7 separate regions of the Mus musculus genome follow, and regions 1, 2, 3, 4, 5 and 6 are each linked to region 7. The links are chromatin contacts, called in public Hi-C and HiChIP or PLAC-seq maps. All regions are on one chromosome and are shown on one strand. Each heading gives the region's core, a stretch centred on a gene start, on an enhancer-like site or on the middle of the called end of the contact. The rest is flanking DNA. Distances are from core to core; before and after follow the strand shown.

Region 1 (2,700 bases), core at 103-2,602, 500 kb after region 7:
AAGCTCAAATTGTAAATGGTAAATTATTCATTATGAGACTGAGTAATGCAATAAGAAAAACCAGGGATCCAAATCAGTAAGCCAAGCTCAAAGAGCAGTCAGGGCTCTACACTGAAAACATTAGCAAAGGAATACAGGTGCAAACAAAAGAATGTAAATGTTGAGTGAAATTGTTCATGGCACACAAAGTAGCTTTTTTTTTTTTTTTTTTGGAAAAAAAAAAAGGTTTCCTGGGTGCTTGTCTTTTTAATTAACAGAAAATAAACACTATAGTAATCACACTGTTTAAAGGATTTCTGTTGCCCTGGAGTGCCTTCACACTAATTAATTTCATTGAACTTCAACAGATATGTAAGTAGTATCTCCTATTTGTAAAATTCTTTGTTATCATTGACAAAGGATTAAAAGGTTATTAAGGAACAAGATGCAAAACAAAATAATTGGAACAAGTAACCAAAAAAAAAATCCACAAAATAGATTGTGTTTGTCTAAAGAAATCAGAAAACTGGGGCTGGAAAGATGATGGCTCAGCAGTTAAGGATACTTGCTGCTCCTGCAAAAGACATGGGCTAAGTTTCCAGCACCTACGTGATAGCTCACAACCATCTGACATTTCAGACCCAGGGGATGCAACAACTTCTTCAGATACCACAGACGCTGTACACACATGGTGTACATGCACAGATGCTAGCAAAGCACCTATGGACATAACATTTTTAAAAGGAAAATAAGAAAGCTACTCACATAATGACAGATGATGAAGAAGGAGTAGAAGGAAGGAAAGGAGGAAAAGAGATGGATGGAAAACAGACAACCACAGATGGGTGAATAAACGACATATAAATAACAATAGAGATAGAGAAGATAGGCCAAAGATCAGATAGATAAATGATAGATTTCTAGAGTCCAGCTTCAGTGGGGTTCAGAAGGAAGATGTGTAGAATAGTCAAAAGCAGCCTTAAACCAAGAGGTGCAGTTCACACACTGACACTGAGACAACTCAGGCCACCTTTATTTATACATTGATTTTTTTTTCACAGCTGGAAAGGTTTTACATTCATTTTCTCATTTTCTCACGTACAATCTCTTTGAAGAACATCCTACGTTTAACAACAATAATGTGCACACTGCAATTTTCCCTCCCTTTTCCTTCTCCTCCTCCCCAGTTCCCTCAGTCTCCTGCTAACCCATGAACTGTATCAAGTAAGAGGAAACACAGCTTTAAGAAGCAGTTAATATATAACCCAGCACACTGGTCCATAACCAAGTGACCGTGCTGGTATCAACTGTGGTTACAGTACAGAGAGGTGATGGACTACGTACCCAGGAAATACTGATTTAATCATTGGTGCCTAGTATCTCTCCATATCCTAATCAGGAGATCTAATTCCTGTCACGCCCAGGGCTCTCTGCAGCTTAGTAACCTGAGTCAGTTCCTCATCGTTGCTTGGCTCACTGCCAAATGTTCCTATTAAGTCTTGGAACCAATGATCCAGCAAGACCTCTCTAACCTCTTGATAATCATCGAGCTGTTGTTTGGAACAGGTTGGTGGGCAAATGAGAACATCTGGGCATTAGCTGACGTACCCGGACCGGGCCCCTCATGTTGACATAACCACATCACCACCATTAACAAACAGAGGGGCAGTGCTTTGTTCCACTCCCATGATTCTCGAAGACAAACAAGAATAAATGACGGCCCCAGCTTTCTTTTTCTGATCCTGGGAAAATGTCTGTCACAGACAGAGTGAAAGTAAAATCTTCTAATAGCAAAGCCAAAAACCCAAATGCAAGGCAAAAGCGATCCCAGCATTCCCTCAGGAAAGGCCAGGAGATTCTGCACAATCTTCCCCACAGGTCCTTGCCATGTGGGAACCCAACTCCTCAGGCCTTGCCATAAGGACAGCTGTCTGCATTACACTCCCACACCACTCCTAGAAGAGGCTTAGCTACTACCAATAGATGATTAACTGATTGATGATAGAAATATGGGTAGATAGATGGATGGATGGATGGATGGATGGATGGATGGATGGATGGGTAGATAGATAGATAGATAGATAGATAGATAGATAAGATTATAGATACATATATGGATGGTTGATAGAACATAGCTAGATAGATGATATGAAAAGAGTTGTGTAATTTGAGATAAGCCTTGAAGAATGAGTTCATTTGTTATCTCAAAGGTAAAGGAAGAGACAACATCTTTAGGCGTCACCACTTGCCTGGTTTTTCTGCCTAGCAGTTTTCTTCTTGATGTTAAGACCTATTACCTCGGGAACAAAAAACCACATAGATGTCCATGAAAATAGATAGGGCAAGTAACTGATCACATGCTTGCTGTGCATTAAAGAAGATGGCACTTGATGCAGAGAGAAACCTGTGATCTGGGCTAGTTTAGCATGTAGCTGAGTTCTCAGGGTTTTTAGAAGTAAACGGTCAAAGTGTTTGGGGTGGGTCTGTCAGGAGGTCTCCCAGGAAAGAGAGGGTCAGTGGGGTGATCTTTCTGGCTGTTATGCATACATTATATCAGAACAAGGAGATACTAAAAGCACAACGCACTGGGTGTGCCTGTGCGTCTTTGCAGCAAGTGGGCTTTGTTTGGAGACAGAGCAAACAAAGGGTCACCCTTACTTAATCTGGGGAGGTTCAGGGTCATGGCTCAGCCACTCCAAGCCTTGGTTTCTAGTATCACAG
Region 2 (2,700 bases), core at 21-2,520, 470 kb after region 7:
ACTCTCCTCCCAGCCCAGTTGACTTAAAAAAAAATATGTTTATCTCTAGAGTGTGTAGATCAAAACTTCAGACTTCTAAAACTCCATCCCAGCAGTAATAAAATATCTGCTGATGTTTTTAGCCATGATAAAAACTGAGTTATCTATAAAGATACATTTCAAGCATGTTCCTAGAAGTCACAGTTAAGTCTGGCAATATATAAGCTAAATGATATTACTTAGTTCTACTTTAGAGAGGGGAGAAATGAAGGTGAAAACTCAAGGACTATGCATAAGCCTGGCCGACTATTGCAATTTGAACTGAGCTTCAGAATTTCCTTCTTTTCCCTTCTTACTATACCCAGCACAAATGTCACATTGTCCTAGAATTCAGATATGGTTCAGTGAGATAAATAAATATGTTATTAAATACCAGGATATATTAGCATGTAGTTTTCAGGCACAGGTGGGTTTAGGTTGTTACAAATCCACATTTAAAAGCCACTGTTCGCTGAGTATTTACTGTGTTGTTAATAAAACTGCAAAGTTACATGTCTTTAATATATTTACCATCTCTTCCTATTCTTTACTTCAAGGATAATACAATTGTATGACAGATGTAGAAACTGAAGCATAGAAAAGTTAAAGAACTTGCACTGAGACTTGTAAGTAGTGACTTGATTCAAAAATTGACCTCATGGTATCTCTCTAGACTCCATGACTGTGCATGGATGGGTTCTTTTGCTCTATGCATGTAAAATTGATGCCCAAAGCCCTACATTAACGCAGTGTGAATTGGGAATATTCAATCATCCAGACATGCTCCCTCTTTACTTCTGTAGGATATATATATATATATATATATATATATATATATATATATATATATATACAGAGAGAGAGAGAGAGAGAGAGAGAGAGAGAATGTCAAGTAGAGCCTGATTACAAAAGAGTGTTCTGTACTATGCGTTTCCTCTTTTGACTGGTTAGTGTTAGAATGCAGCCCACAGTAAGACAAGTGTCTAGTCTTATAAATAATACATGCAATCCAAATGATCCAATTTGTATAAACCAAACTCTTTCAAGCCCTTTCAAAGAAACATGGGACAATGAAAAGAATGTGGACATTAAAGTCACATAACTGGGTTTTTGTCTGTTTTGTTATTATGTTAATGTTTAATTCTCCAGTGTGGGTACAGAAGCTCTGGTTTGCGACTCATGTTCATTACCATGGTGTGAATACTCCCATCATGACTCATTTCACAATTTCAACACTCTGCACTGGGTTGGAAAGAGACAATGACATTTGTTGACTCCCAAGTGCAAGTCATTTTCAGTACACAACTGTTGGCAGACCCTAATCTAACCCTGGCTTGAAAACCCTCAGAACAAAATCTGGGGTGAGATACTTTACCTTTCTAAGTGATGATCTCCACTTCTGTTAAGTAGAGGACATAACACTACCAGCAAGGAGGGTGTGACCAGAAGGCTGTAAGGAGGAGAATAAACATCAGCTTTTTAGCCTTCCTGAGGAAGCTATGCCTTCTGACAAAGAAACACTCTGTAAGCATAGCCTATGCCTTGGAGTCATTCAGGAGCACTCTGGTAAGGTGGATTGGCCATGTGTCAAGGCAGAAGTCCTGATGAGAACAGACCCTCACCATCCTTCTTTCCTGTTTTAAGCTGAAAGCTTTATTCCAGATGTGCTGACTCTGTCAATGCCATGTAGTAATATCATGTACCTATTTTCTATAGGTTGAAACATCCCCTCCTAGAGAGAGGAAAAGGGTCAGAGGATCTGGGAACTCACAAGTTTACAAGATCTGGGAAACTCAAAATTCACAAGACCCTTAAAGCCCCTTACCAAAAATCAGTAAGTAATTGCTAAGACAATCAGAAGCTTTGGGGGTAGCCCTGCCTGTAAGTTGCATGGAAGATACCAGTGGTATAGCTTCCACGAGTCATCACCAGTACTGAGATCAGAGTCACCCTGGTAGGTAATTCTAATAAACTCATTGTTCACTAATATGAACCTGGATGGAACAAGGTTTCTTTGGTCTGCTGTTGTCAGATCTGGATGTAATTCAAAGTAACTTCCTCAAGAACAGTTGTGGATCAAGGACAAAGCAAGACTGGTCCAATGGTAGGAATAGCAAGAGAGACAAACAAACAAACAAACAAACAAACAAATGAGATTACTAGGGTTTCTCACCTTGATCCTTGACCTTCCTGCCTGCTCCAAGGGAAATTAAGGGAGCGCCACTACTTGTTAACTATCTTAGCATGCACTGACTCTTGCACCAGGGACATGACCCATCAGCATGCCAACCCCTTTAGAGAAGTATCTGGGGAGAGGGTGCTCTGCCACTCCACATTTCCTCTAGTGCACAATTGCTGGGATGATCCAACCCCATGAAGTAGAGTCCAGACTTGTAAGCAGTGTTGTGCTGTTCAATTGTCCCCTTAGCTTTCCTTCATTTGAGTGAATCTAAATTGATCCTAGCTATTCCAAAAGAAAAAGAAATGACACCTAGCTGCAATCTTATATAGCCCTTACAATCACCTGCTACTCCTCCAAATCACATCCCCCATCAAGCAGTGGAATTGAGTTAGTATTGTGGAGAATACTCAAAAGATTGTGTTTACTCTATGCCCAGCAGAACAGTTCAAAAATGTGTTCAGTAAGAATAACATTAGTGAAGCAAGCAGCTCCCTCCCAAG
Region 3 (2,700 bases), core at 31-2,530, 270 kb before region 7:
CAGTCCGAGATAAGCAGAGTGGTCATTTCAACATGTTTGAAGACATGCTGGACTTCAGGTGAAGTCTAGAACTCAGGGTTCAACCTAGCCTTGTGCAGGGTGGCAGGCCATGTAGACTCTAAAAGGAGCCATAAGACTCAGTCCTTAGGGAAGTCTGCATATACAGCAAGGAAGTTTGGGAAGTTTGCAGCAGGGATTGCTTCTGTGGGTGATGGGGGCTTTGGAGGAGGTGGGAACAGAGGAATCAACACACTGTGATTGTAGAGTGATCGTCCAGTAGGAGGAAGGGTCAGGTGAAGGCGATGGCTGCTAACTGTTAAGAGTCTTTTCATAGGAGAGGCCCCGAGGACTTGATAGGATACCATAATAGAATCGAGAGGAGGGGTGGATACCAGATGTGCTTCTCATGTAAACCTCTGAGGATTCAGGAGCTCTGAATACAGGGAGGAACTGTGAGATGGAGGGAGAGAATAATCACAAGCCCGGTGGCTTTGGTGGCTGAGTTTACAGTGCTCACAGCTCATTTGGGGGTATGATAGTCTGGACTCAAGGGGCCCCTAGAACATCTACAGAAGCCTAGAAGTAGATCTACTTAATACTCGTACTGGCCATTTGAGCTGTCAGTAGACTGGAGACCTCAGCTCTTGTCGTCACACTACCCCTTACCAGTACTCACTGACAAGGGGTTAAACTATGTAACTCCTACTTCTTCCTCCACAGGTGACCATAGAGACGGTGCTGTGAGGATCAATCTAGGGATGGACATAAGAGGCCATGGGACACTCATCTTCTGATGAGTGACACCCCTCTCTTCTTAGCTATTTCCAAGGGCATGGGGATGATGGTAGTAGACTTTGCCCCAGGACCCTTCTCTCTCTGTAAATTCTAACAGAGCAGACACCTTCCAAGCAACAGAGGTGAGTCAATATTTCCTAGGACTTGTGGTTTCACATTGAGTCAACATTATTCTAACACCTTCTAATGCTCTTCATACTGACAGCAGGCAGTAAGTGGCAGACAGTGGGTCAGAACCGCAAGGGGCTTCAGGGCCAGCCGAGTTCTTCCTCAGAGCTCTGAGAAAGCCACAGCGAGATCCTTTTCTTCTGGTAGCTATAAGAAAGTGCTCGAAATGTGTTGGCATAGATGACTGTTCTCTATTAAAAGTAGAAGGAATAATAAATTCATAGTGAACATCTTTAGGAAGATGTATGCTACAGTTCTGGAAGTGTGAAAGTCAAGAGAAGGTGAGAAAGCACAACTCCCACAACACACAGACACATGGGCACACACACACTCACACACACAAAGGAAACAACAACAAAGACCAAATTGCTATGAGCCACTATGACTCAGAGTTCACCAACAGGGAAGAAACATATAAATTAGGGGAAAAGTTCCTCAAAGTTCCTGAAAGAGATTACCATTATTTCCTGTTGGTGTCCGGGCAGAGCTGATGGTGGCTCAAGGGGGCCTCCGCTGGTTTAGAAGAATCCTGAAATTTCATGTGGGCTATTTTTTTTTTTCTTTTTTATGGTGGAAAATCAAGCAGAGTCAAAACAAGAAAGGAAAGCTCTCCCCTCCCCCCTCCTTTTAATATCGTTTTCAGTAGCACAATGCATTAAAGCAAGGCATTTTTTTTCCCTCATAGTAATACGGCTTCAGGACATGATTTAGATGGAAAATTTAAGTAAGATTAATGCAATTTATTATCCGACAGGATATCCCTACAAGCCACACTATTTGGCTGAATTTTAGATTCCCAATCTAATATTTCAGATGAGATTTCCAGATGGGTGTCTTATTCCTCTATTAGTTTAGTCAGGGTGATGGAGAGTTTGTAAAACAGGAGAGGTTAAACTAGTTTTAACACTTGATTAATCATTGAAATTACATTGTTACTGCCTGAGTCCACTGGATGTTGTTTATTAAGGGGGCTCCCTAAGACCCAAAGCCAACACAAACTACAGGCGCTTTTCCAACTTGGCTAATTTATTTGATGACTTCTTCAAAGGGATTTTTTTTTAAAAGTAAATTTATGGTTACATTGAAAAGCTGCTCAAAGCTTTCTGTTTGGTTTTCAAAATACTAAAGTGTGGGATTATAACACTGAAAAGAAAATAGGTATGGGCACACTACACACACCACACACAGACACACACATACAGACACACATACAGGCACACACAAGGACACACAGGCACACACAGACATACACAGACACATAACACACACAGACACATATACACAGACACACACAGACACACACACAGACACAGACACACACACCTCTAAATTCTAATTTCCTGAAACAATATTGAGAAGGTAAATCTTTAAATACAAAATGTATGAATAATTGCTACTTCCTCCCAGAGACAACATGAAGCCTTCCAAGGTGACAAACCAGACATATATACTCTGCCATTTTATAAACCACTGGCCAGTGAACCAAGGGAAGCTAATGCCAGTGTGCCCAGTAAAGCTGTATAGAGAGAAGTATGTGCTGGGGAAAAAGGCACAAATAAGCGCATGCGTACGGGAGGAAGGCTGGGTGCAGACACTGGACAAACCTCCAAACCAGAGCTTCTTTTGTGGATACGAAAATTTCCTGAAGTCTGGGCTTGGTAAATTGATTACAATCTCTTCTCAGAGACCTATCAGGAGAAAACGAGTGAGTTGCAGACATAAATATGAATTCCAGAG
Region 4 (2,700 bases), core at 144-2,643, 310 kb before region 7:
AGCAAGGCCCTGCTTTTCTAATTTGTTAGGTCAATGTCTCAGTTACTTATCTGTCAACAGCCAATAGTTTCTTACTTATTAGTGTGGAATTTTCTATGTATGTAAGCATTCCTCCCTTTCCCTCTGCCCTCTTCCCTTCCTTTCTTACCCCATCTCCACTAACGTTTGCTGAGCATGTAGTATTTCCTGTAAGTCATGTTGTGGGTCTGCATTTTGCCCTGCTGTGGGCTAGCCTGCGTGCTGTCAGGTGCTGGGCTCAATCGAAGCGCTGATACACTGCTCAGGGAGGGACACCGAAGCTGGGTTCCCTGACTCCCGGGAATCCAGTCACCTCTGGAAAACTGCACAGTGGAGTCAGGAACAGAGGGCCGGAGGTCCATGGGTTAGCGCCGAGGCCAGGGCCTAGGGCTCCCAAACTCCTGGACATCTTGACGCCATTGGGTCTCAGGGAGCTGGGAATGGAGTTGGAGTCCTGAGGGCTGAGGATGATGATGAGCCCAGGGCCAGGGGAATGGGGAATGCTGAGTTAGCTCATTTGCTATTGTCCTTAGCTTAGCAGTGGTTGTCTGGGAGCACAAAGGGGCCTTCTGTAGGCTGTGGCTCTGTAGGCAAAGGTATTTTCCATGTTCCCCACAGTGGTCCTTGATGGAAGAGACAGTCCTTGGTTCCAAACAGTTTATTGCTTGTTCATTGTGGAAAAGGGGTGCATACCACCTTCTCAGGGTGGACCAGAGATTAAATACCTTTTGCAGGAAGGAATGTCTGGGAAGGGAAGCTTATTGGTTAAACCTCCAGGGCATCTAGATGCCTTGTTAGCATGTAGAATTCTGTTCTGGGCTACTTGAGCGACATGGGTAGTGTGGCCACGTGTTCTGGGCCAGGAATCTGGCAGGGATCAGGGAGACACTTACCCTCTCAGGTGGGTGCCTGCGTGCCAGGGTCTCAGACCCACTCAATTCAAGTTTCTTGGCATGGTTCTTTGTTGTACATCTTGTTAATCTCAGATGGTGAGTGTTGCAGCTCTTATGAGATGAAGGCTGTGGTTTTCTTGCTCACTTCTCGTGTCCATGAACAAAGATATTTTTAAGAGGTAACTATTTTCAGCTGAAAGCAAACAGCCTTTTAAAAAGTGTCTCTGTTTCCTTAGGTGCAGACATTTTGGAAATGCCAAATTGAAAATGCATATGCTCCCGTGGAAGAAGCAAAGGGGGTTGATTTGCTAAGTGTGCATCTCTTTGTTGTGGCTCAGAGATCTGAGCGTGGTTTCTGGGAAACCAGGCAATGTGGAAATGAAAGAGATTCTGTGTCTCGAATTGCTGAGCCACCACTGGGCTGTCAAACACAAACATAAGTTTTGCCAATTTAAAGTGGAAGTCTGAGACGAAAGTCAGCTGGCAGTTATCTGTGGCTTCCTGCTGTTACTTGGTTTCTGGTTAGCTTCAGTGAGTTGCTGAGAGGAGAAGAGTTATGAGCAAACCACCCACCTACCCAGTGACATATGGAAGGTGCTACATCGTTGTCCTGTCTCTTTCCCAACCTTGAGAGGGCTGGGGATGCATGCGGCTCCATCTTAGAGCATCTGCGAAGTACTCGTAGAATCCCGAGTCCCATCTTCAGCACCACAACTCTCTGCTTGAAGAACAAGTGTCAGTACTTGTCTTTTAGGCAGGAAGTGCCCACAGAGCTTGTCTATACAGAAAGTTGATGCACACAGACAGGGGTTGGGTGGGGTTGGTGACAACGTGTAAGAAGGTCATTGTCAGAAGATGATGGATCCATGGAACATTGCTTTGGTGAACCTAGATGGCCCATGTTTGCTTGGGTAGCCGAGATTCCAATGAGCTTCCTTGATTGCTACAATCACTTGAGCAAAATGGTGAACTGTTTGGGGCTCTTGGGAAGATGCTCTGCTCTCATCAGGAGCCCTCCTCTAATAAAAATGTTTAGATCATAAGAGATCCTGATTCCGATGAGTGTGTTGTTCATTCCCCTCACTCGGCAAAGCCTTCTAGGTCGTCCTTGGTTTCCCATCATTCTGCCTGCGCTGGCACAGATAAAGTCAGCCAGGAGAGGGGATCAGGGACGTGTCCATTAAGTGCAGGTCTCTGCCACAGAAGAGTTAGGATGAAGTTATAGAAAGAACTGGTTTGGGGCCAAGTTGTAGAGTGATGGACATAACAAGGGTTGAGAGCAGGAGGCAACATTTTTTTTCCTTCTTAAAGGAAAATTGGACAATTATGAAATAAACTCAAGATGTGTGTGTGTGTGTGTGTGTGTGTGTGTGTGTGTGTGCATTGCATGTATGTGTGGGCATATACCTGCACCATTGCCCTCCCCCTCTCTCTGTGTGTATGTGTGTAAGCTAAAGGTCAGATATTTTCCTTTCTTGCTTTTTCTATTAATATTTAAGATCTCTTATTGAATGTGGAACTCACAACTTTGGCAAAACTGGTTGACCATTGAGCACCCAGTATCTCCTATCTTGGTCATCAGCTCTGGGGCTGTGGGTACTTAGCATTACATCCAGATTCTATGTGGATGCTAGGGATCTGAACTTGGATCCTCATGGCTATACAGCGGGTTCTTCACTGACTAAGCCATCTCTCCAACTTCGGGCACTTTGAAAGAAAACTGAGATAGCAATGTCTATAGCACATGTGATAGCCACGTGCATCTGCAAAAGAGTTATGGAAGTGTAAT
Region 5 (2,700 bases), core at 178-2,677, 450 kb after region 7:
CTGGTGGGACTGAAGGGGACTTGTGCCCCTGAACTCATATTTTATTCTTGATTCTACCTTTATTACATCTTCTGGCAAAACAACTAAAACTATCCCCTTAAACATTCTTCCTAAAATCATTAGACTCAAATCAGGAAGTAATCAATTCATCTAAGGAGCATTAATTCATGAAAGTTCATCTTCATGCTGATCTGCAGGGTCGAATTTGCTCAATAGGGTGGGCTGATGCCCAGGAAGAAAGTTTTATCAGAAGTAAAAAGCCATCCTGGGACGTTTCTGGGGCTGGGCCTCTCCAGACTGTACCCGTCATATCCATGTAAAATGGTGGGCTGTCTCCAGGAAACTCACTTGCTTCCCACATGGCCTTTCCTAGGTGGCTTCTGTCAATACACAAATAGACATACTACATAAACTATGTACATATACCCACCTCAAATACAAATATACATACACATATACATACCAGGCAAACTTGACGTATACACACCTCAAAAACACATACTAAACACTATGCACATATACCACACAGTCATCCAGAAAGCATTTCTTAGAGGAATGGGGAAAGGGACCCCCCATGGAACATCTTTTGTTCAGCCCATTACCTTCATGATGATTGATCCCAAAGGCTCACCTCTGCCTCATCATTAACTAGCTCCTTGAGCATGGGGAAAACTCACTGTCTCCTTTGGTTCTCATTTCTGTAACTGTTAGGAAACCACATGAATTAATGGCTTTTGCCCAATCTATCAGCTCACAATTCTTTAACAGGTATAAATCTGGACCGATGAGATCCAAGCTATGGACCATTTTGACCATTGCTTCCCAAACTGTGCTGACCTGAGGCTGCTCGGATGCCATAACTAAATCTGACCGCAAGTTCAATTTAATGTTTACAAGGCACACAAAGCTAGAAAGCAGCTTTTCATTCGTTTGTGTGGTGGTGTGAACACGTTGGTCTGGTGATTTCTGAATAATAGTTTTAGGGGAAGACTTATTGAGAAAGAACAAAAGTGTAGGTACTCCTTGCTGCCACTGGGCAAAGGGACACAAAATAAAAAGAGTAGAGACAAAGAAAAAGATACTGAAAAGTCCATTGGGTAGACCTTACTTGACAGAATCAACAAAACCCTGATAGAGTTTGGCCTGAGTCTTAAGTAACTCCAGATATATACCAAATGCCAGGTAATGTTGAGAAAGACATTTCTCCAGCCTGTAATTTGATATCAGTCTAAAAATGATGGAGTTAGATTTGACCACTTGCAAACACCTCACCATTGCTAAAATCACCGCTTTTCTGACAGAAAGTTATGTAGGCTGTTCAGTCTACTATCAACTGTGCATTCACAATTCTCAAACAGTAACCTCAGCCCCAGGGAGTGCTACTAAGCATTTGTGTACATAGGAAAGTAAGAATTCTTTTTATGTTTACTCAGGCTACAACATAAATGTAGATGGCTCTTGCCTGCCCCTGCAGAAGGCACTGTGTGATCAGATGCCCTGTACATGTTCAAGGTCACAGAAATCATTGTTGCCATTGCTTTGGGCTAAGGCTGCTTAGAGAATCAGGGTTAGTTTAGTCTATCAGACGCTGCCCTGCTGGTATTAACAACACATCCAGTGTTCTTCATATACTTGTGCCCATATGGAACTAGCTTATCTCAGATCTTGTCTGCATCTGAAGCAAGACATTTGTGAGCCAACAGACAAGCAGTCGGTGATCTTATCCCAGACCCAGACTTGCAGGTTGAGTTTAAATAAACAGGCAAACAAGCTAGGGAAAATATCCCTGAACACACAAGAGGAAAGCCATGTAGCTCATCAGCAAAAGTAAGCTTGCAACATCAGCCTCATTAGCACGGCCCAAAAAACAGGAGACGTCAAGTTACTGGATGGCAAGGATGTGATAAGAAACTTGATAATGCCCATCTGCTGCTGGGGTCAGGTCTGCCTCAAGCAGGAACCTGGCAATGCGCACATGCACGGAGGGCTTCGTGTGTGATGAGTGCTCATGTGTGTTTAAAGGAGCTGTGGGTGGGACAGTTAATATAGGGCTTTTCCATCCAGGAAATCTATATCCATTCCAAAGCCTGGACTTATTAAAATCTTGAAGTCTCTCACATCTGTTACAAGGCATGTATCATAGTTTAGGCACACTACTGGGTGCCGAGAGCTGGGTCTGAGGTTACAGGCTCTCTCATTGCCAACCCAGAGATCGTTATTATTGGCAGCCTTCGGGGCTTAAGAAGCATGATTCTAAGAAGAGCCCTCATGCTGGAAGGCTGTGAGCTGGCCAGCTGTGGTGGTCCCAACAGTGGATACCCCAAACCTCTCGGCTCAGTGTAACCAGAGCTCCTGTGAAAGAAGCTGCCCCCTGAGGTTTTTCAACAGCTTTAAAATTCCCCTAATAACTCATTCATAGTTCCTATTCCCTGGACCACCACCATGTCGATGGAAACTGAGTTGGGTCCAAACAGGATGAACTAAGCTTCTGTCCAAGCAAAAAACGTTATCCCAGGGCTGAAGGGCTTTAAATGGACCACGGATAATGTTTTATTGCCCCAGCACCAGGGTGAACTCAGCCCCCCACACTTAGCCTCACCTTTCACAATGTTATTTTTAGAATTCTCATTACACCCAGCTTAAACTCTAAAAATATGGTTCCCAGGAATAGCAGAACCTAGTTTTAATTGTGCAAAGAGA
Region 6 (2,700 bases), core at 117-2,616, 350 kb before region 7:
AACACTATTGGTATTTTTTTATGGTTCATATTAAGTTCATTGAGAGATTTTTTTTTTCAGTACTAGAGTTTGTATATGCTAGGAAAGTATTATCCTAAGTTCTTCCTAGTCTTCTGGAAGCCCTTTGGGATGGACAGAAGAATACTTTTGATATGTAACTACCTTTTAATTGATTAATTTTTTTTAGCACACTTTTAATTTTTGAAACTTTAAGTTACTCCAGATCTGTCTTGCGGTTTCTCTGCTGTGTCCTTAGAATCAGGCACTTTTCCAAGAATACCTGATTTCTTTCATGGGAGAGTAACATTTGGAAATCTAGATATGGACAGGATGCCAGAGTGGCAGCAATTCTAGCACCTTTGAGCAGGCAGAGTTAGGGGTTGTATGTATCGCTTATTTTTCTTCTGCTGTGATAAAAGACCCCAAGAGCAGCAATTTAAGGAAGGAAGTGTTTTTTGTTTTTTGTTTTTTGTTTTTTGGTTTTTTTTTTTTTTGGCTCACAGTTCCAGGAACAGTCCTTTGTGGTAATCATGACAATAGGAACTTGAAACAGCTGGTCACATTGTGTCCACACGCAGGAAGCTCGGGGAGGCAAATGGCTGTTCTCAGCTGGTCACATTGTGTCCGAACTCCAAGCACAGGGAGCCTTTTCCTTTTTAGGCAGTCAGGACAAAGCCCTAGAGTGGTGCCACCTATCTCCAGGATAGATTTTCCCACATCAGTTCACCTAAACAGCATAATCTCTCACAGATTTGCCAGAGGCCAACCTAGTCTAGATAATTCCTCTTAGGCGTGTCCAGAGGCTCCTCTCCTAGTTAATTCTAGGTCCTAACAAGGTGAGAATCAATGTTAATAAAGTGTCACAGTGTGTGTGTGTGTGTGTGTGTGTGTGTGTGTGTGTGTAATTTAGCCTGTGTCAGTATGCACACAAATCTGTATTATTTCTATCCTAATCTACAACAGTGATGTAAGCACTGGTTCACGCTGCCATCTCAGATTCTACTTTAGTAGCTGATGTGGTCTCAGCCTTCTCTTGATTAGCTCTAGCTTCTCTCATTAACAGTAAGAAACCCGATCTCATTATCTAGGTAAGATTTTCTCTAATTATTTTTTAGCTTTACTGTACATGTTCAGAATACCTGCACCCTTGTAAGAGACAACTAGAATACTCCAACTAGTCGGCTTGCCCACAAAGATCCCCTGTAACTGTCTCCTAACTGCTGGGATTCCAGGCTGGCCACCATGACCACTTGGATTTTCTAGGGTTGCTGGGGATTTGAATGAACTCTGGTCCTTAAGCTTGCAATACAAATACTTTATGCACTGAGTCATCTCCTCAGCACCAATGCCCAGGCTTTTATATTAGTATAAATTTCCAGTTCACTTGAGTAAACACGTGGTATTTTGAATATGCTCGTCCCAGGGAATGGCACTGTTAGTAGGTGTGGCCTTGTTGGAAGAACGGGCTTGGAGACCTTCCTCTTAGCTGCCTGGAAGACAGTCTTCTCCTGTCTGCCATTGGATCAAGATGTAGAATTCTCAACTCCTTCTCCAGTGCCACGCCTGCCTGGACTTTGCCATGCTCCTGCCTTGATGGACTGAACCTCTGAATCTGTAAGCCAGTGTCATTTAAATGCTGTCCTTTTTAAGAGTTGCCTTGGTCATGGTGTTCATAGCAACGGAGACCGTAACAAGACAACACCTAGGGTTGATGGGATGCATGGTCAAGTGTGTGTCTGGTTGTATAAGAAACTACAAAAGGCCAAAGTCATTCTACTGAGTCACCTGGTCAGCAAAGGACAGCAGTGGCCCCTGTTTCTCATGCTCTGGAGTGTTCTGAGTGCCTGCTAGGCTGTACAGTGAGATCTTGTTTGACTTGAATTTGCATTTCTCTAATCACAACTAGGCTGGCTATTTCCAGGAATTCACCCCCTTTTAAAAAAGAAAAGATATGTCTACATTGTTAGTCTTTGATTATATACACGATCTGTACATCTTTTCTCCAGTCTCTGGTTTTCTTTTTCCTTATCTTTGCTTTAAAGCTTTATGTGTGTGTGTGTGTGTGTGTGTGTGTGTGTGTGTGTGTGTGTGTGTGCCTGCACATGTGCACAGGTTCTTGTGCTCAAATGTGTGTAGGTACAGGTACGCATATGCACAGAGTGTGTATGGAGGTCAAGGGACAACTCTGGGTGCAGTCCTCAAGAGCCTTACACCTTTGGTTTGAAACATCCCTTTTGCTTGGCCTGGAACTTGGTTTGCCATGTAGGCCAGAGCAGCTTGCTTATAAATTTCTGGGGAGTCACTTGGTCTCTTGTTTCATTTGTAGCCATGTAGGAGCACGCTCACCCCATGTCTCCCTCGCCCTCTGTGGTACATGTATGTGTGCATTTGCTGGGTACTGTGGAGGCTGGAGGTTGATGTTTGGGAGTCTTTAATCACATTTCTACCTTAGACCCTGTGACAGGCTCTCACTGAACTTGCAGCTTGTCTTTCTGTTAGTCTAAGCTGGATAACTAACAAGCTCTGAGGACCCACCTGTCTCTGCTGTGCTCCTCAGTGCTGGGCTACAGTCACATGCTGCTATGCCCAGATTTTTGTTTTGGGTGCTGCAGATCCCACTTCAGTTTCTCAGGCCTGCATAGTAGGTGCTTTGTTGTTCCAGTCCCCTTTTCCACTCTGCAGCCAGATTTTTATGTGGTC
Region 7 (2,700 bases), core at 96-2,595:
AAAGAAGGCAGCCTGCACTGCACATAAATGCTGGGGGTAAAAGGAGCCAGTCTCAAGCTGTAACGTGCTATGAGAACAGTGACAGTCGTGAACTGCAGGTACAGGAGAGATGTGGCCATGAAGGACAATACCAAAGAGGTGCTGCCACCATGCTGGACCCCAGGTGTGGCCATGATACATCTTATTGAAATCTGTAGGACTGTACCTCACAGGGAAGGGAAATCAGGCATTCTCACAGACCTGGACACTCAGAGTCAGCTTCTCGGTCAGACTGATGATACCCTGTCACTAACACAGCATGCGTGAGCAGGAGCCGAGAGGGACGTGTGAGGCCCGTGGGTCTGATGATGACTTGGGAAGAGGTCTTGACACGGGGCAGGGAGGTGAGACAGACAGTAGATGGGGCCTGTGTGATTGAAAGGCAGGGATTTGGATGAGAAAGAAGCCTGGTCCCTGGGGCCTGTGAGCAGGTAGATGCCAGCTGGACCAAGTAGGAATGTGTCTTCTGTTGTGACTTTGCAACTGTGTTGCTTCACTTTGAGCAAACTGTTACTTCCAATCGGATAATGGCATTCGCTAGACTATAGGCAGACTGGAATAGGATCTGTGTGCAATTCCTCTTACATGGATAGCATTCTGATGCATCCCTCACGAAGCAGTAAGTGAATGACAGCTGGCACCAGAGCACTTTAATCCTCACGGGCCTTTACAGTGCTGCGTTCTGTTAATGAATGTGTGTTCATTAGTGCAGCTGCCTTCCAGCCATTGGGAAGCAGGGTGTGTGCTCTACCAACATGAGTAGAGTCTGTCACCAGGCTATTTGTGTGGCTCTCCTCAGGAGAAAGTCCCTAAAAGTGAGTCATGGCGATGGGTCACGTCCTATTTCATTGGTCTTTGAAACCAAAGCCTATGGCATGTCCTCTTGATGGTATCTACAGGAAATACCAGGGATGCCAGGGCAGATCTGGGAGAAGAGCACGCATCTGCCACGCTAAGCCACCAGGCAGCCACTCAATGGGTGTGTTTGCAGCACCATGGAGACCACGCTGGTCATTTCCCAGGGAACACAGTCCAAATCCAGAGCCCTGATCTGGATGGAAATACCGAGAATGCTAGGAAAGCAGATTGCTACATTAAGCCGGGCCTCAGTTTCCCCATCTGTGAGACAGAAGCCAGCACCACAACCTGGTGTGAATTTATGACAATCAAGGCCCTTGCTTAGAAGTTACTTCTGTGCCTGTCAGGGTGAAAACGAAAGTTGAAGTCAGCATTTCACTAGGGGGTTCAGCCTCTGAGATCTCTCAGCACAGCATGTTCCTGTGTGGAAGGGACTTTCCTAAAGTGAGGGCTGGGTATTTTAAGCAAAGGCACCCAGCTGTGAGACTACCAGGCTTGTTTCTCCAGTTGCTTCTCACTGGACCTGATTTCACTTGCATTTATTTCTGGAGAGCAGCTTCTAGTCTCTTCCCCTTCCCCTTCCCTTGCCCCTGCTGTTTCACAGCTGCCCTTTCAGCTTCTCCCTCCAATTCCCTGGGTCACAAGTGTTCTGCATCAAGGCGTGCCTGACTAATTAGCATCCATGTGTGATGTTGGGAGAAAGAACCCCAGAGAAAAAGCTGTAGGCCTATTTCTGCCAAATTGGAGTTGACCTAGCTTGGACAACTCTCCAGCATGCTCAGTCTTGACTCTTGATCCAGGTGCCATGGGGTCTTGGAAGAAGCCCCAGGAAGTATAGAGCCCTGTATACTTCCTATTCTAGAAGACAGGAGGGCTTCCTTTGTTTAGCAAGCTTCTTCTAAACTCTCCACCATCTTCAGACTCGAGGTCATGTGTGTCTCCTACCACCATAAGACTTTGCACCAGGGATACAGTGAGCATTTATCTAGTTAGTCATTAGTTATTGAGTGCCTACTGTGTGCAAGGGACTGAACTAAGAGCCAACCAGAGAGACTTATGGGGCAAACAGAATTTTATCCTGCAGGGAACTAAAGTAGGACAAGAAAGGAAACCTGGGCAGCAAAGAAAAGATCTTGACAGCAGCAAAGCAAAGGGCCAGTGAGGAGGCTCTAGGGTTCGAACAGTGGAGCATCTGAGTCCATTCTAAAAAGGACCGGAAACAGGCTCTCAGGGGAACATTTCTACATCAGTGTTTCGCATAGCTAAAAACACCACAGACTCGACTCAAGTACAAACTGATAGATGGGCAGATAAAGAAAGCCAAGCGTTATTCAGCTTCTGAGAGCAAGGGAAATTTGTAATACGCTGTGCGTGCCTCCTGGGGGCCTAGGAGGAGAACAGAAAGGGTGGTTCCTGTTTAGTGGTGTCGGGGTTTGGATTTATGAGAGACAAAGGTTGTAAAGGTGCAGGATAGTGACACATGAGACCTTCTAAGTGTGTGACGTCACTCAACGGTGTTCTTACAAATAGAGGTGGCTGTGTGTCTTTTAGAAGTTAAAAAAGTAGAAAAGGAAAAACATGCATAGTAGAGGAACTCAAAACCCAAACCCTACCTTGTCCCCGTGGGCTCCGTTCATCCCGAGCGAAATGAAGAGAGATTACACTTTGTGGCTTTGTTGCAGGTAATGACAACATATGCAACCCACTTGACACAAGGCAGGAAACAGTGAACAGAAATTGTTATGATCAACTTTGGCTGGCCCATAGTGAATGTCTGAGGAACTTTGATGGTTAGTTCTAACT

The links. Hi-C and Micro-C count contacts between places; a contact is called where the count stands out from the background. HiChIP or PLAC-seq counts read pairs in DNA pulled down with a chosen protein or histone mark.
Region 1: a FOXA1 HiChIP or PLAC-seq map of pancreatic cancer cells shows a contact between it and region 7. The contact joins two enhancer-like sites. A contact is called at or near these places in 1 of 15 datasets of contacts at CTCF or cohesin (large pre-B cells) and 2 of 115 datasets of contacts at active chromatin or transcription factors (T-cell acute lymphoblastic leukemia and pancreatic cancer cells).
Region 2: a contact with region 7 is called in a FOXA1 HiChIP or PLAC-seq map of pancreatic cancer cells. The contact joins two enhancer-like sites. A contact is called at or near these places in 2 of 115 datasets of contacts at active chromatin or transcription factors (astrocytes and pancreatic cancer cells).
Region 3: a Hi-C map of Th1 cells shows a contact between it and region 7, with 4 times the contacts expected there. The contact joins two enhancer-like sites. A contact is called at or near these places in 7 of 484 Hi-C or Micro-C datasets (the C2C12 cell line, the C3H10T1/2 cell line, Th1 cells and 2 more) and 2 of 115 datasets of contacts at active chromatin or transcription factors (microglia and pancreatic cancer cells).
Region 4: a contact with region 7 is called in a Hi-C map of Th1 cells, with 2.1 times the contacts expected there. The contact joins two enhancer-like sites. A contact is called at or near these places in 1 of 39 promoter capture datasets (cranial neural crest), 3 of 484 Hi-C or Micro-C datasets (the C2C12 cell line, the N1E-115 cell line and Th1 cells) and 2 of 115 datasets of contacts at active chromatin or transcription factors (fibro-adipogenic progenitors and heart atrium).
Region 5: a contact with region 7 is called in a FOXA1 HiChIP or PLAC-seq map of pancreatic cancer cells. The contact joins two enhancer-like sites. A contact is called at or near these places in 1 of 484 Hi-C or Micro-C datasets (B cells) and 2 of 115 datasets of contacts at active chromatin or transcription factors (T-cell acute lymphoblastic leukemia and pancreatic cancer cells).
Region 6: a contact with region 7 is called in an HNF4G HiChIP or PLAC-seq map of pancreatic cancer cells. The contact joins two enhancer-like sites. A contact is called at or near these places in 1 of 15 datasets of contacts at CTCF or cohesin (the NIH/3T3 cell line), 4 of 484 Hi-C or Micro-C datasets (the N1E-115 cell line, embryonic fibroblasts, myocytes and 1 more) and 4 of 115 datasets of contacts at active chromatin or transcription factors (T-cell acute lymphoblastic leukemia, embryonic stem cells, fibro-adipogenic progenitors and 1 more).

The regions. Positions count from the first base shown.
Region 1 is chr1:183,763,248-183,765,947 of GRCm38.p6, reverse strand. The region is part of intron 1 of Gm34068 (predicted gene, 34068); the gene reads right to left. Among named protein-coding and RNA genes, the nearest start is that of Gm34068, 16 kb to the right of the region's middle. Within about 2 kb of position 1,352, at least 26 of the 459 cell types and tissues checked have an H3K27ac peak or open chromatin away from gene starts, as enhancers often do. A contact at or near this core is called in pancreatic cancer cells, where this site is marked.
Region 2 is chr1:183,787,486-183,790,185 of GRCm38.p6, reverse strand. All of the region lies in intron 2 of Gm34068 (predicted gene, 34068), which reads right to left. Among named protein-coding and RNA genes, the nearest start is that of Gm34068, 40 kb to the right of the region's middle. Within about 2 kb of position 1,270, at least 19 of the 459 cell types and tissues checked have an H3K27ac peak or open chromatin away from gene starts, as enhancers often do. A contact at or near this core is called in pancreatic cancer cells, where this site is marked.
Region 3 is chr1:184,532,926-184,535,625 of GRCm38.p6, reverse strand. All of the region lies in intron 2 of 1700112H15Rik (RIKEN cDNA 1700112H15 gene), which reads left to right. Among named protein-coding and RNA genes, the nearest start is that of 1700112H15Rik, 23 kb to the left of the region's middle. Within about 2 kb of position 1,280, at least 44 of the 459 cell types and tissues checked have an H3K27ac peak or open chromatin away from gene starts, as enhancers often do. A contact at or near this core is called in Th1 cells, microglia and pancreatic cancer cells, where this site is marked.
Region 4 is chr1:184,572,209-184,574,908 of GRCm38.p6, reverse strand. No RefSeq gene overlaps it. Among named protein-coding and RNA genes, the nearest start is that of Gm23349, 6.6 kb to the left of the region's middle. Within about 2 kb of position 1,393, at least 20 of the 459 cell types and tissues checked have an H3K27ac peak or open chromatin away from gene starts, as enhancers often do. A contact at or near this core is called in Th1 cells, where this site is marked.
Region 5 is chr1:183,807,093-183,809,792 of GRCm38.p6, reverse strand. It overlaps Gm34068 (predicted gene, 34068), which reads right to left. Exons shown (of 3, transcript NR_151520.1): 3 at 47-380. Among named protein-coding and RNA genes, the nearest start is that of Gm34068, 59 kb to the right of the region's middle. Within about 2 kb of position 1,427, at least 6 of the 459 cell types and tissues checked have an H3K27ac peak or open chromatin away from gene starts, as enhancers often do. A contact at or near this core is called in pancreatic cancer cells, where this site is marked.
Region 6 is chr1:184,611,712-184,614,411 of GRCm38.p6, reverse strand. No RefSeq gene overlaps it. Among named protein-coding and RNA genes, the nearest start is that of Gm23349, 33 kb to the right of the region's middle. Within about 2 kb of position 1,366, at least 27 of the 459 cell types and tissues checked have an H3K27ac peak or open chromatin away from gene starts, as enhancers often do. A contact at or near this core is called in embryonic fibroblasts and pancreatic cancer cells, where this site is marked.
Region 7 is chr1:184,259,561-184,262,260 of GRCm38.p6, reverse strand. No RefSeq gene overlaps it. Among named protein-coding and RNA genes, the nearest start is that of Gm34177, 68 kb to the left of the region's middle. Within about 2 kb of position 1,345, at least 82 of the 459 cell types and tissues checked have an H3K27ac peak or open chromatin away from gene starts, as enhancers often do. A contact at or near this core is called in Th1 cells, embryonic fibroblasts, microglia and 1 more, where this site is marked.